3 separate regions of the Mus musculus genome follow, and regions 2 and 3 are each linked to region 1. Evidence: chromatin contacts called from public promoter capture Hi-C data. All regions are on one chromosome and are shown on one strand. Each heading gives the region's core, a stretch centred on a gene start, on an enhancer-like site or on the middle of the called end of the contact. The rest is flanking DNA. Distances are from core to core; before and after follow the strand shown.

Evidence for each region. Capture Hi-C pulls out chosen DNA fragments and counts their contacts.
Region 2: a contact with region 1 is called in a promoter capture Hi-C map of adipose tissue. The contact joins two enhancer-like sites. A contact is called at or near these places in 6 of 39 promoter capture datasets (the 3T3-L1 cell line, the C10 cell line, cranial neural crest and 3 more), 1 of 15 datasets of contacts at CTCF or cohesin (the NIH/3T3 cell line), 4 of 484 Hi-C or Micro-C datasets (the AML12 cell line, bone marrow-derived macrophages, cerebellum and 1 more), 2 of 115 datasets of contacts at active chromatin or transcription factors (bone marrow-derived macrophages and embryonic stem cells) and 2 of 9 other capture datasets (adipose tissue and pancreatic islet).
Region 3: a contact with region 1 is called in a promoter capture Hi-C map of adipose tissue. The contact joins two enhancer-like sites. A contact is called at or near these places in 8 of 39 promoter capture datasets (the C10 cell line, the HPC-7 cell line, cranial neural crest and 5 more), 1 of 15 datasets of contacts at CTCF or cohesin (the NIH/3T3 cell line), 9 of 484 Hi-C or Micro-C datasets (the AML12 cell line, CD8 T cells, LSK cells and 6 more), 1 of 115 datasets of contacts at active chromatin or transcription factors (embryonic stem cells) and 4 of 9 other capture datasets (adipose tissue, embryonic stem cells, liver and 1 more).

What each region holds. Positions count from the first base shown.
Region 1 is chr6:113,265,263-113,270,294 of GRCm38.p6, reverse strand. Mtmr14 (myotubularin related protein 14) reads right to left here. Exons shown (of 19, transcript NM_026849.2): 10 at 4,785-4,851; 11 at 4,240-4,325; 12 at 3,959-4,035; 13 at 3,700-3,736; 14 at 1,600-1,667; 15 at 736-794; 16 at 425-563. Among named protein-coding and RNA genes, the nearest start is that of Cpne9, 15 kb to the left of the region's middle. Within about 2 kb of position 3,109, at least 18 of the 459 cell types and tissues checked have an H3K27ac peak or open chromatin away from gene starts, as enhancers often do. A contact at or near this core is called in adipose tissue and embryonic stem cells, where this site is marked.
Region 2 is chr6:113,022,110-113,027,141 of GRCm38.p6, reverse strand. No RefSeq gene overlaps it. Among named protein-coding and RNA genes, the nearest start is that of Gm43868, 22 kb to the left of the region's middle. Within about 2 kb of position 2,156, at least 80 of the 459 cell types and tissues checked have an H3K27ac peak or open chromatin away from gene starts, as enhancers often do. A contact at or near this core is called in adipose tissue, where this site is marked.
Region 3 is chr6:113,097,521-113,102,552 of GRCm38.p6, reverse strand. The region is part of intron 1 of Setd5 (SET domain containing 5); the gene reads right to left. Among named protein-coding and RNA genes, the nearest start is that of Setd5, 22 kb to the right of the region's middle. Within about 2 kb of position 2,747, at least 266 of the 459 cell types and tissues checked have an H3K27ac peak or open chromatin away from gene starts, as enhancers often do. A contact at or near this core is called in adipose tissue and embryonic stem cells, where this site is marked.

The sequences.
Region 1 (5,032 bases), core at 1,860-4,359:
CACCTACAAGTGCTACACAAACTCTGCCATGTCTCAGGAGGAAGACAAAGGCCCCAGATCCTGCCACATCTAAGTGGGAGGACCCTCAAAGCAGGTCCCTTACCATCATATACCCACCTTTTGTTTTAAGATGGCCCCACATGTCCTGGCACATTGGACAGGTGCTCTTCCCTCCCCCATTTCATTGCTGCTACTTGGTCCCATTGGGAGCACCAGCCCTTTATGCTCCTGGGCTACCATGCAGTGCCCCTCACCAACCAGATGGCTGGGCTCTGAGGCCCAGTACTGACAGCAGGGGATGAAGCTATGTTCTCAAAGCTTCTGTCAGAGCCCTCTTTGTTCCTGGGGCTACAGCCTGGCTCCCTAGGGCTGGTGGCCTTGGGCCACAGCTGTGAGTTTACTCTATCTCAGTCTGGCCCCTCACCAAGCTGCCTGAGTTGGTGCTCCTGCCGGGGCAAGTTCCACAGTCTCATAGCTGAAGCTCCCCACAGCTCCCGGTGAGTGCTCCAAGACCAGGGAGAAGTCGCTGCCTAGGCTGGTTGTGCTGCCTCGATCTTTGTGTCCTGAAAGCAGCAGAAAGTCAGCATGCTACCTTCCCCACAGCCAGTCCACTACCCATCGCCCACCTTTCAACACTACATGGCTAGACAAATAAGCTTCTAGCACAGTTCCCCATGTGGTCTATACTCAGATAGCTATGGTGAAGAAATAAAGCCTGTTAGGGACAGGACTCACTCAACATGCAGATATCTTCCACAGTGAAGCCTGCATCCCGAGTTGGCAAACTCTTCCTCCTAGAATGACAACCCCAAGCAGGACATTTCAGCTGTAGCTGGAGTTTTCTATGTTCTCTCCTCCTGACTTTGCCCAGCCTGAACAACAGTTCCAAATCCTGGCATCTCATGGAATGGGCCCTACCAACAGAGTCTGCCAACTAACAGGCCCACTTCCAGGATCTACCAGTTTGGCTCTGCCAGCCACATGTGCCAGACAGAAGTCAACACAGCCTGCTTTTCCTTACCATCTTGGCCATTTGGGACACAACTATGACCCAACAAGTGTAAATTTGGGTAAAGACAAGTCAACTCGCAGGATCCAAGTTCTCACTGGAGTTCCAGAGCAACTGCCAGACATACAAGACTGTTCTCCAGGCTGGAAGCAGATTTCTGCTCCACTGTGCAGATGATCAGGCTGGTTGATCTGCCTGCCAAATTCTGGGACTAACAGTGTGCACCATGATGCCCAACTGAGTATGATTCAGTTGTTATAGGGTCATATTGTGAATTTTTTCTTTTTTTATGGTACCAAAGCTTGAACTCAGGGCCTGCAGCATGGTAGGCAGGCACCCTACTTCTGAGCTGCATCCCACTCACAGATGGCCTACTACAGGGCTCAACAACAAGGAACGGCAAGTCCTCCCGTCCACAGGCTTGTTTCTTCCTATAGCATCACCAGCTCTTCCCCCATGAGAGACTACTCCTTCCCTGTTCATTTAGGTCCTCAGCACAGACACTCGGCTCTAGTAACAGGGCTGGGATAACGGCAGTGCTCCACACTGTGGAGGAGTGCCCCTGTGGTCCTTTGCCTCCCTCCACTTACCTCTGGGTCTTCAGGCAGAACTCTTCGGAGGTGATATGCTTCAAAAAATTGAAGCAAAAGAAGAAAATCTGAAGGAGAAAAAGCAGAGCACAGTGAGAAGTTAGCCTTGGCCAGTGGAGAAGAACATGCAGAAGAGCGCCACTGGCTCTCAGGTTAATGCCTCTTTTGGGGAATGACCTTCTTTGTGAACCCTGCTAGATCTGATTTATGACTGATGTGGGTGATACAGAGGGCTCAGCAGGGTTTTAGGCAGGTGCCCATAAGCTGGGGGTAGGGAAGATATAATGTGCATCTTTTCTGAGAACACAGAGGTCCAAGGTAAAGAATTCAAATCTTCAACACGCACATTCTCAGCTTTTACAGTGAAAATAACAGCAGTTCCCACTTCCATCTTAAAGCCCAGGGAGAGCTACTGACAGGGGGGACAGCTGGGAGGGAGAGTATCTTGGGCAAGGGGATTAGTGGATAAGGCAGGACAGAAGAGGAAAGGCATTCCATAGGGAGGGGTGCACCAGATACAGGATCAGAGCTGGGGTAGGGCAGCCATGCTCTGGCTGAAACTGTGAGGCCCAGGTCTTCACTGTGAAGTGGATACAGGCAAGAGACTGACTGGCAGCAAACCCATTCCCAGGAGCAAATCCCAGCCAGTGACCTAGTCCAGTGGCCTCTAGAAACATACCAGAGGCTTTGGTTTATTTAACCTGCACAACACAACAGGCTATATATCAACCAGTGATCCCAAAAGGTGTAACCCATGAGACTCAGGGAAACACCCATACATTCCCACAGGGCCCTGTAAGATTCCATTTTAAAAAAAAAAAAAAAGAGGAAAAAAAAAAAAAAAGGCAGAGGGTTGCTCAGATCTGGTCAGTAGGAAATGCTGCATTATATAAAATGACACAGGTGTTTTCATCAGACACCAGAGCTTTTTAATGTGCTAATGTACCCTGGGAACCTCAAAGATAGAAGACAGGGTAAAGAGGCACTTAGCAGCTGTTTTTAGCTTGCTATATTACAGAGGTGTCTGCAGTCTGGAGAGGTAGCAAGACCTATGCATACACTGAGGGACTTGCAGGGTGGGACTCAGAGCCCAGTCTTCGCAGTCTCATTTTTGCCCTTATTCTCTGAAGGGAGCATCTGGCTTGCTCTGGTGGGCGGGGGAGGGAGATGGAGTAGAGGACAGAATGTCCTAAAGCACCAGCAAAATCTCCAAAGAGGCTACAAAGAGTCCTTCTGCCCAGATTTCAATGCCAAAGGCTCTGCCTCTGGCAGAGTTCATGGGGCCTCTGAGGAGCAGGCTTATGAGCTCTGCAGACGCGTAAGTGCTCAGAGAGATTTGGAAGGGAGATGAGCAGCTGGGCAGAAGCAACAAAAGAAAAGCTGGAGATAAGACGCCTAAGAAGAAAGCAAGCTCAGAAGCAGGAGGGAGAGAAGGATGCTTCTGGACACTAGGGGTGGGTGGAGACAGAACCAATACTGTCATGATATGCATCTGTATAGCTCAGGGAGAAACCAGGAGACTCAAGGTGAAGCTCAAGGTCACCTAGGCAACGAGCAGGACCAGTCGAGACACACTCAAGCCAAACTTAAGATCTGATGCTGGGGGAACTACAAGCAGGTAAAGAAGATAGAGGAGGCAAGACAGAAATGGCAAGAGGAATCTGACTACACTGAAAAGAAAGGACAAGGAGGACCTGGAGGCAGCCTACAAGTGGGCAGAACCCTGGGTGTGCAGACCACCGTGGAGAAGGGAAGGGACTCTGAGTGGCAGGATGGAGGACAGAAGCACTCCATGTTTCAGCTTTGAGCATGGAGCCATGGAAAGCAACTTGAACACTGGCTCCAGAGCCAAGTGCAGAGGGAAGATGAGGAGCCTGAAATGGTCACAGCCACTGTGGCCAGAACTCCCTCTGTGGTACAAAGGGAGCCCGAGGCCCACACACGGTCTGTGCTCTTGCCTTTCCCACCACACTGCCTGAGGGAAGAGGATGGTAAGCTCATCCAAGCATCCTGGGTGGAGAAACTGCCTTCCCAGCATGGCAACCAGAATGAATGCCTTGTGTGTTAAGGTGTAGTCCATGTCTGTGCGGAGGTCCTTACCTCCTCCCCTTTGCTGAGCCGATCTACCAACATGTGTCTGAAAAAGAAGAGTGAGAAGGTCAAAGCACAACCCAGCGCTGAGGAGCCGTGTGACCCACAGACAGACCAAGTCTTTGGCACCAATGCATCACATGAAGCCTGCCAACATCTTTGATCCTTTCCAAAGAGAGCCAACTTTTTTCCTCCAGCTGTTTTCTTATCTCTGTTCCTCATAAGAAAAGCTAATACACCATGCACACACACCTCCTTGAAGACTTACCCAAAGAGGAACCAGTCATAGGCCACAGTCAGGTAGAGGATCTCAGCAGGCTTCAGGGATGTGTGAATTAGCCCATCCTGGGGGAGACAAAGGGTGGCAAGCTCAGAAAGCTGCCTTCCTAGTGCGGGCCTCCTTGCTCCAGGAGCAAACCAAAACATAGACTGGGTGACAGGACCACCCTTATCCTACCCCAGCCCCCAACCAAGAACAGTGTTAAACGTGACAATTGGAGACCTAATAGGGTCTCTGCATATTCCCCGCTCCAGCTCATTCATACTCACAGCCCACAAGGAAAGGCGCAGAAGAGAGATGAAGAGGGGGGTCCGGTCCCAGCCTGAGATACAGTGTACCAGCAGCCCGCTGTCATCTATTGTGGAACAGGAGCACCAAGTGAGAGAACCAGATAGGGTTCTGCTGAAAACCCCAGGCCTCCAGCCTGGTGCAGGCCAGCTTAGTGTCCCTCTTCCCCAGGTTCCTGTCCAAAGTTATTTTATTCCCCAATCTCATCTTAGAAATGAGTGGGTGGGAACATCTGTCTTGACTTCTAGCATCTTAGCTGAAGTTCTCTTTTTAATTGTATTATAACCATGTATGTGCACATAAGAGTGCACAGGTCAGAGAACTGCATATGGGACTTTGCTCTCCTCTCCCTCCATGGTCCTGAGCATAGTACCCAATTCACTGAGCTTGTGCAGCAAATGTGTTTTTAAGCTCTTGGCATACTCCAGGTAGAAGCCAGCCCAAAAAGTCTCTTTGGGGGGTTCACAGAGAGGATCCCCCTTCCCAGCCAGCACTTCGCAGGCTTGGGACACCAGGAGAGACTTACCATCTCTGTTCATGATGAAAAGCAGCAGTTTCAGGTAGTTCTGTGTTTGTTGCACCAGGTCCCAACTCTGTTGGGCAAAACAGAAAAGGGATCGAGAAATAAATATGACCAGGAATGGACATTTAAATACTATCAAAAACAAACCACTGTCTGTGCATGGTGACATTGGCCCGTAACCTCAGCACTCACTCAGGACGCAAGAGGAACACGAGTTTGAGGCCAGTTTTGGCTACATACCGAGTATCAAA
Region 2 (5,032 bases), core at 907-3,406, 240 kb after region 1:
TCTCTGTGCTTTGATTTATCAAAAATAAGGAAAACAGCATTTATTGAGTGCCTTCTACACATGAAACATCGTGCTTTATAATTTTTTTTTTTTTTTTTTTGGTCTTTTTGGTTTTTCGAGACAGGGTTTCTCTGTATAGCCCTGGCTGTCCTGGAGCTCACTTTGTAGACCAGGCTGGCCTCGAACTCAGAAATCCGCCTGCCTCTGCCTCCCGAGTGCTGGGATCCTGCCTTATAATTTGTACAAAGTATCTCTTCTTCTTCTTAAGAATCCAGTGAACTAGCCGGGTGTGGTGGTGCACGCCTTTAATCCCAGCACTCGGGAGGCAGAGGCAGGCGGATTTCTGAGTTCGAGGCCAGCCTGGTCTACAAAGTGAGCTCCAGGACAGCCAGGGCTATACAGAGAAACCCTGTCTTGAAAAAACCAAAAAAAAAAAAAAAAAAAAAAAAAAGAGAATCCAGTGAGCTATTATTTTTTAGGGGGGAAGGTATTTTGTTTTGTTTTGTTTTGTCTTTTGAGATAAGATTTCTCTGTGTAGCCCTGGCTCCCCCGGAATTTGCTCTGTAGACCAGATAGGCTTCTAACTATCAGAGATGTCCCTGCTTTTGCCTCCTGAGTGCTAACAGTAAAGGTGTGCACCAGCACTGCCCCACCGAATTAAGTGAGATTTAATCTCCATGGCTACAGGGATTATCTTTTGCCACTGTGAGAGGTCACCCTGCCTAGCATAAGTAGGGGCTCGAGGTAGGAGCTCAGGAGCATTTGTTGCAGAAATGCATACATAAATAATAAAAAAGACATTTTCATAAATAAGGAAGCCAAGGCCCAAAGTAATTAAACAAGTTGATCAGAATTCAGACAGCTGGTGGGGAAGCAGGGCACAGCTCGGATTCAGACAGAGCAGAATGGAGGAGGGGAAAGGCCTTGGACCACTATGGCCATGCACACAGAAGGCACACGGGGAGGACTCACTGAACTGATTGAGAGTGACGCCCTGCATGTCCTTATTAGTCCATTGAGAAGGTGGCAAGGCTTTGTTTTAGTTTATAAAGTCCATCTGAAAGCTGATGGTTTTAGGTACCCAGAGCTTTGAGGTTTCCCGAAGTGAATGTTCTGTTTTTACACGCAACAGGAAGAGTTAATGTTTCTGTCCACAATCAACATGGGCTGCATACATGGAGCCGGAGGCTTCCTTCATTGAAGGGTAGTGCTTCCTACTGCCACAGTACACAGGGATGTATTAGAAAGCTTCTTTGTACAATTCACAAGAGGCCCCGAGACTGGCTTAAAAAGCATGGCCTTTTCAAAAGAGAAGGGATTGTTCTGGTTGAAGGAAAGAGGGTAAAGGTGACTTAGTTTCTGACTCTGTGCTGATGAGTCCTAAGCTGGTGAATCATTTCAATGTCTTACAGACAAAATCTCAGAATTCAGATAACTGCTGCATTTCTTATAGCCCCCTGTCTACTGTGACCCTAAAACTGCACATCAAAAATTGAACATATCTTGTATGTGTGCATGTGTGCAGCTGTGCATGTATGTTGGGGATGTTGGGGTCAAATTCAGGGCCTCCCTCAGATAGGCACATACTCCACCACTAAGCTACACCCCTAGCCTAATATGCCATGCCTTTGTCCCCAAACCAGATTTTCTTTCCTTCCCCACCCCCATCTGTGGCTATTTATTCTTTCATTTCATAGGCTCCAAAGTTTGGGATTTTCTATTATTCTTTTCTCTTTATGAACTATATATTCAAATACTTTTCCATTACATATCTCATCATATTCCTTTTCTCCCCCCTTCCCACTTAAGAACAGCCTCTATCACTTCAGATACGGCTGGGCTCTTTGTATCTAGACTCTTTAATATCACCGTAGACTACCGTCAGATTCCTCTAAAACATCATGCTCCAACCCACGTTCCAAGTCTGTGTTATCTTCTCATGGCTTGGCATAGCATTTCCCAATATGTGCTGTGCAACACTTTAGTTCCGTGGGAAATGAATAGGTGTTAAGTAAAAAACAGATGCTGGGATCAAACGCTAACGCTGAGAAAGTTGTGAGTCACTTCTTTCCCGAGGGATGATTCATAGCTTTGATATGTTAATGTGCCTTATTACACAGCCTTCCTCAAGACTTGTGCTTTCACAGAGGCCTTTTCGGTAGAGAATTTCACTGGCCTAGATCCTCATGCACAGCGTTTGGGAAACCCTGGTCCACCAATCCAAGGCCATACTCCCTGTGATGATTAATTTTATGTGTCAGCTTGACTGGGCCATGGAATGCCTAAATATTTGTTCAGCCGTTATTTGAGGTATGTTTCTAGATATTATTAGCATTGAAACTGGTCTACGTAGTAAATCATATCCTTCTACCTAAACTGAACAAAGAGACTAACAGACGACTTTACTTGCCTGGCTACCTTTGGACTGGGATTTTTTTTTTCTTCTTTTTTTTTTTCTCTCTGAACATCTTTTTTTCTTGGGCCTCCAACTCCCCATACAGATCTTTTATTATTTATCATTATTGTGCGGTTTTTTTTTTTTTTTTGTTTTTTGTTTTTTTTGGTGCAGGTGTGCATGCTACAGCATGCATGTGGAAGTTTGAGGACAGCTGTGTGGAGCGGTTCTCTGCTTCCATCTTTATAAGGATTCTAAGATTATACTCAGGTCATTAGTCTTGCATGCTGAGCCATCTCCCTGGCCCTCACCTTGCAGATCCTGACCCTTGGTGATCATGCAAGCTAATTCTTGTGAGTGTGTATACACACATAGACTGTCTCAGGTTTATGAGAATTAGGCTTGTGATTGTTTGACCTTAAGATGGATTTATCAAGATGTAACTTCCACTGTGCCCTATGGAAGATAACTGGAAATGAGCTGTTGCAAGAATGAATCTCTGGCTGGGATGTAACTCAGGCCTTGAGTAGCCTGTGGGAGGCCTTGAGTTAGATTCACAGCACTGGGGCACGGGGATGGGATGGGGAGTTGGGTGTTTCCTAGCCTTTAAATCTCTCTGTACTTTCCCCCTGGGACATCCCTAGCTTCCTAACTTCCTTGCATTCAACCTTGAACTCAAGGTCCAAGTGAAGTCCAATCACTGCAGCTTAGAGTCAATTGCAGAGCACTTAAGATCTTGCAGGGATTGCAGCACCCAGGGTATGTAAGTCAGATTCTCTGAGAGTGGGGCTCTGGCATTGGTAATCGACTAAGTTCTCCAAGTGTTTCCAGGAGATAAACATAGTTTAGAATCAGCCCAGGTAGTCCTGATGCCTGAACCCCGTCCTCAGTTGTCTATATCAATAGATTTGGGGTGGGGCCCAATAATTTGCATTTCTAACAGTTCTCAGGTGCTGCTGGTCTTGGGGTCTCACCTTGAGAGGCTCTGTTTACAAGGATCAGGGGCCCAGGTCACTCTGTGGACTGAGGAAAACCTGATCTTATGCACATTAAAGGAGTAGCTGAAAGCATTACTCTGCATAGTAGCTACCAATTGGTGGCCAGGCTTGATGGCATGTGCCTTTAACCATTGAGTCAGTTCAAAGCAATGCTTTCTGTTAAAAAGTAATCTTTTAAGATCAGAGATTTAGGGCTGGTGAGATGGCTCAGTGGGTAAGAGCACCCGACTGCTCTTCCGAAGGTCCAGAGTTCAAATCCCAGCAACCACATGGTGGCTCACAACCATCTGTAATGAGATCTGACTCCCTCTTCTGGTGTCTGAAGACAGCTACAGTGTACTTACATATAATAAATAAATAAATCTTTAAAAAAAAAAAAAAAAAAGATCAGAGATTTATTTATACATAGGTCTGGGATTGTAGCTCAGTTGGCAGAGTGTCTGTGTAGCATACTAGAAACCCTAGGTTTTATCCCTAGCCCAGCATAAAATGGATATAGTGGTACACTCCTGGAATACCAGCACTTGGGAAGTAAAGGCAGGAGGTTCAGGAGTTCACAGTCATCCATGGCTACAATGCAAGTAGGAAGTCACCCTTGCCTACAGTGTTTCAGTAATTAATAAACAAACAAATAGATAACACCATAAAAAAAGCCTAGGTTCCAGTAAACCTTCCAAATGAAGGTAGTAATATCAATTAATACAGAAAAACTATCTAAGCAACTAGTAAAATAGTGGAAAGTGAAAGAAAAAATATTGACTCAGGACCTGGTCCAAGACCAAATTCTCAGCACAAAGGAGATTTCTTTGTCCCAGAAGGACAGAAGGCAGGGACTCAGAGACAGACATAGGAGATAGAGGACAAGGGAGAACAGGAAGGAAACAAGGGAGAAGGGGGAGGGATATTTGTCTCCAGGGGACAAAGGGCTGCCTCTGGGTAGAAAGGATACAAACTAGGCAAATAGGAAATTGGCAGTTTATAAAGGTACAAGGAGAAACCCCTTGTTAGGATGAGGTGTTTAACTTTAATTGGGTATGCCAATTAGGTGAGCCAGAGGGGGCTTTTGATTGCTGGACTTCAATACTTCGATAGCTGGACTTTGGTAGTCAGCCTCAGGAGGAGGAAATGGAGAGAGAGAAATAAGGGAATGGACCTTGGGGGCTGGCTTTAGGAATGTGATTTTAGTAAGTTCCCAAGTCAGTTTTAGTAAGGCAGAGGGAATGGGGGGAAAGGGCAAGGTCTGCCAGAGCCGTGCTCTCCATCCTTGGGCTGGCCAGGGTCCCTTCAGAAATAACATACTATTTTGATATCAGCTCTTATGTTGTAGGGTAATTTGTTACACAGCAATAGCTAACTGATAGAATCAGCAGAATCCTTGTGTAACTACAGTTTTTATGGCAAAAGCCCGGGTTCTAGCAGCTTTGGCAGGCTAAGATCAAGTCAGTCATTGGTAATGAGGGGACTTAGCCCAGTACTGTACCAGTACTGTAGCCTGAGGAGTTTTCCCCGTAGAGACCGCCAATAAACAAATTCTTGACTACGTTGAAAAAAGAATTGCAGGATGAGCCAGTGTGAAGCCAAGATAACAAGTTTATTAGATAGAAATGATAAATACGTACTTCAAGTTTAAGAGTGAGAG
Region 3 (5,032 bases), core at 1,498-3,997, 170 kb after region 1:
AACCCAAAGAGCATTTTGAAGGGTACTTCTTCTAATTTTAGTTAGATAATTTGCATTAAGAAAAGCCTAGAAGTTGTTTGACCAGATAACCACCAGAATCTGTCAGATGATCATTACTCAGAAGAATTCAAATCATGTGTTCTATGTCAGAAAAGGCCTTAAAAATTACTCAACAATATTAATGATTCTTTGCTATAGCCACCGCTAACATAGATTCATAAGCTAAATAGATTCATAAAAATAATTATTACCCATCCAACTACCTATTATCTACAGACACACATAGTTAATTTTCTCCCTATGATAGTAACTTTAAAAAAAGATGTATTACAAGGCAAAAATGAAAAAGTTACTTCAGGTAGTACCTCCTCTCAAGAGTGAATAAATTATTTTTACATTGCCTTATGAAATCTTAACACAATAGCTAGGCACACACACCCAGTAATCCCAGCATTCAATAGGCCAAGGCAGAAGGTTCAAGAGAGACCAGCCTGGACTACATACTTGTCTCAAATGCAGTGGTGAGATATTACACCAGCTATCTGGACAGTTGATACACAACTTTAAGAAACATTAAGAAGTTAGCTTATTAATTTCTCTTTGTAAATTCTTTTTCCTCTTGCCAATTGTTATATAACTGTACTACTGCTACTATTCTGATAAAGGCAATCTTAATAGGCCAGCTTGACCATGTTGTCCTAAATCATAATAATGGGGTTTCTTTTTAAATGTCTGTTTTGTCTGAATGTACATCTGAAAAGGGTATCAGCTCCCATCAAGCTATAATTATAGATGGTTGTGGGTACTGGGAATTAAACTTAGATTTTCTGGAAGAACAGCCAGGGCTCTTAACTGCTGGGTTATCTCTCAAGCCCCAATGATGAGGTTTCCTAATTCAAATTCTGATACACGAAACTCTCTTTATATGGTTCCTTCACTGAAAAATGATGTAAAATATAGCTATTTAAATGATAAAGAACTTTTACTAGATTATCCATATACAATCTTTTATTATAATATCTCATGTAAGAAAACATTTACTCTGGTTTATCAAGCTAAATTTTAGCTAGAGTAACTATTAATTTAATCTCCTAATTTGGAGATGTGTAAGAACTGTGTCTAGACAAAAATAATTTCAAAATATAATTTATTCCATTACTTAAACTCTTATCACCAGAACACAAATTATGGCAGGGATTAAAAAACAAAACTTTTTTTTTAAACCACTGCTGTAGTTCCAATGATTAAATACTATGCCTGACATATCAAGAGGAATCAAGAAATGTTTACTGAGTGATCCCATCATAGTAACCAAGTTCAACATTTACTAAAATTCAAAATATAACAAATGAAAAGGATTTGGGGCAGTCACCTTTGAGGTCCCCCAATTATCTGCGAGTAGCTCTGAAACCCTAGAAAAGGCTGAGACACAGTTTAATATATGAAGAAACATTGATGTGCTCAAAAAGTGGAACACTACAGATTAATAATTTTATTTCTGTATTACTTGTTACTTTCCATTTACATCTAACACAAAATAACTAAGGGAGGGAAGGAAATGGCCTTGGTTTCCAAGGTGATGAGATACTGCCCTTCTCTTCCCTTCTATCAAAACTGTTCCCCTCAGGATTCTCAAGTTTTTCTTGTCTTTCCATGGGGGTTCCAAACTCAGTAACTTTTACATTTCTGTTTTGTTTTGTTTGTTTTTAAGCAATTGCTATAGCCCACATCAGACTTAAACTTGTATCCTCCTTGGCTGACCCTCCCAAGTGCTATTATTGGCACACACCACCACATGGGGCACAGACCTCTTTTCATCAAATACCAGATTTACTTTGGATACAGGCCTAGCAAAACATATTAAATGATGACTCCTTTCTTTTCCCCATTCCATTCCTTATAAAAACTGGGGGCAGGGGGAATCGGTTCTACCTGGGGTCAATTCCATCAACTTACTATATCCCCAAAAGGAAAGGAAAATAGAGAACCTATTAAATTTGGGGAAAGAGAATGAAGAAAGGGAAGAGTAGGTGATCAGAATTTCTTAAATTCATGTTTTTATTTCACAAAGTCAAATATAGTACTGACCAAAATGAGCTCTCAATATCCAAAATAATAACAGGTCATAAACATGGAAGAAAGCTGTTCACAAGTCACCATCCATTAGAAGGCATGCCCTTTACATTTATGTGTGTGGGTGTGGGCGTGCGCATGTTTCCAATTTTTAAAAATCTGGAAAACAAAGTAATCTTTAGAAAAATATTTTCAAAAGTATATTCACAATTTTGAAGTGAAAAAAAAAAAGGTTTGAAGGTGACAGTAAAAAGAAGAAATAAAATAGTCAAGTATTCAGCAGCAGCAAGTAAGAGGAAGGACAGAGGCAAAGTAAAAATATAGTTTCACTCTGCCATCAATTATCAACCCACCAGATCTACAAAATACCGGATCCACTAACAAACCCAGCCTGTCTTCCAATACTGAGCACTCTTTTGAGAGTTACCATTTATATGTAGTTTCTAGACTTTTAAGATTTCAGAAGAAATGTATCAGACAGGTGAGGCGGAAGCAGCTGGGAGACAAGAGACCAGTAAACAGTCAACCCAATGAAAGAAACGCACAAGTCAGCTTTAGCAATCCTGTGAAGAGGACTGGCAGGAAGAAGAGTGCAGCTTTAGAAAGAGAACAGGCCTCGTATGCTTCAGACAGTCTTTGTACTGAGGCTGTGGACCTTGGCCACTCTCCCAGAGATGATGCAATCCTGATGAACAAGATCTGCTGCCAGACAAGCGATTGTTAGCAGCCTTTGCAGACAGCAACTCAGCCAAGAAGCAATCTCTGAGCAGCTCCCCATAAGCCACCAGAATGTCAAATTTCTTCCATTTCAGTCTCTGATAAAATAAAGGGAATATCCCTACCCCACGCATCCCAAGCCCTTTTCTTAGAGAGCCCTTTGTCTTCCCTGCTTTCCTTTAACTGTGTTTAAAGTCTCCACCACTCATAATTATATTTCAAATGAAACACCAAAAATATTTTTACTCTGATGAGCAGAATTCTCTAAACATATTAACGATAAGGCCTTTACAGTAAAAATTTATACTAATTTTCCTCAGTTTCCCAAGAAAAACCTGGGACACAATAGTTTCTTGTATAAAAACTGTTATGAAATCTGATACTCAATTATGACTCACAAAAATAAAGATAAATATTTAGACTAATCTAGGGTCAGAGAGGTATATTTTGAATTCTGAAATTACATGGAACTCAGTACATAAAACAATGTCATCTAGGAGAGAAAAAAGAAAATCTACTCTAGCTTAGGTCAAGATAAACATTAACAAAGTGTCTTTACAATGTTAGGTACAACGCCTCCTTTTCTAGGGGCAGCATGACTTCAGATCTTACTAGAGTTAATGATTATAATCCATTTACTTAGACTCCAGCTTAAATATACATTCAATTTAAAAATCTTCCCTAGAATTGTCATCATAGGCCCAATTTCTTTTCAGTTTAGGTACTGGGTTTTTCATATACAATATTGTTTCTCACCTTGTTAAAGACTTAGGTTAGGGAACTTCAACTACAGGAAGCCTCAAACCAAATTTCTTTTTAAAACCACCATCCTTAAACTGGGACACAATTCAAGATTCAGGTTTCTTACACATATATATTACTGAAAGCATTATGTTCAACCCTGTATTTAGATAATGGAAATTAACACATATAGCACAGCTCTGAAAATTCTTTAGTAGGCTAATGAGTAACTGAATTAAGAGAGAAAATTTGTACAAAGAGATAATTTGGTAGGGTACTTGCCTGGCACCACAAAGCCCTGAGTTTTCTTAGCCTTGCACAAATTTGGCATGGTGTTATGAGGCTATCTATAATCCTAGGACTTTGGAGGTACAGGTAGAATTATCAGAATTCCAGGTTATTCTGGGTTACATATAGCAAATTTTGGGCAAATTTGGGATATGTGAGCCCTGTCTTAAAAAACAAAACAAAACAAAAACCCTTCAAAAAAATTGCAAAGGGGTTGGGGGAAAAATTGCAATTTTATGATTGGATCTTTCCGTCTGCATGTGAGTTGAATTTTCTCTTAAATCAGTTTTTCTTATGACTATAAAATTTAAAAGGGGGGATTGAGAGAGTAGGGCTGGGAGGAGAAGAGGGGAGGAAAAATAAATTAATGAAAAACTTTTTTTTTTTTTTTTAACAAAGTGGGAACTCTTATGAGGACTTTAAAATGATAAAGTCTTGCAGGGCGTGGTGGCACAGGCCTTTAATCCCAGCACTCCAGAGGCAGAGGCAGGCAGATCTCTGAGTTCGAGGCCACCCTGGTCTACAAAGTGAGTTCCAGGACAGTCAGGGCTACACAGGGAAAACGTGTCTTGAAAAAACAACAACAAAAACAAGAAAGAAAGAAAGAAAGAAAGAAAGAAAGAAAGAAAGAAAGAAAGAAAGAAAGAAAGAACGAAAAAGAAAAAAATATGTAGTTTCACTTTCCCATCAATGAACAACCTACCAGATCTACAGAATACTGGATCCACTAGCAAACCCAGCTTGTCCTGCTTTACTCCTTTTTATTTTCTTTTGATTTTTCAAGACGGTTTTTCTGTGTAGCCCCGGCTGTCCTGGAACTCACTTTGTAGGCCAGGCTGGCCTTGAATTGAGTAATCTGCCTGTCTCCGCCTCCCAAGTGCTGGAATTAAAGGCGTGCTCCACCACGGCTTTACTCCTCCTTTTACTACACACACACACACACACACACACACACACACACACACACACCAGTTCAAAATGTGGGTTTTTAATGCATACAATCAGCTTTCTGCAGAACTCATGTACCATCTGAATTATATGCTTATCCATTTCTAGCCAAAACCCAACTATCCCAAGGGAAAAAAAACTAGCAGTACTACTTTTTTTTGCTTTGGGAGAAAAGGATATTAGGAAAAATGATTACATAAGGAGCTAGAAATTTTGTGATATAGCCCACAATTTAGCTCAATGACTCCAGAAACATTGTATTACA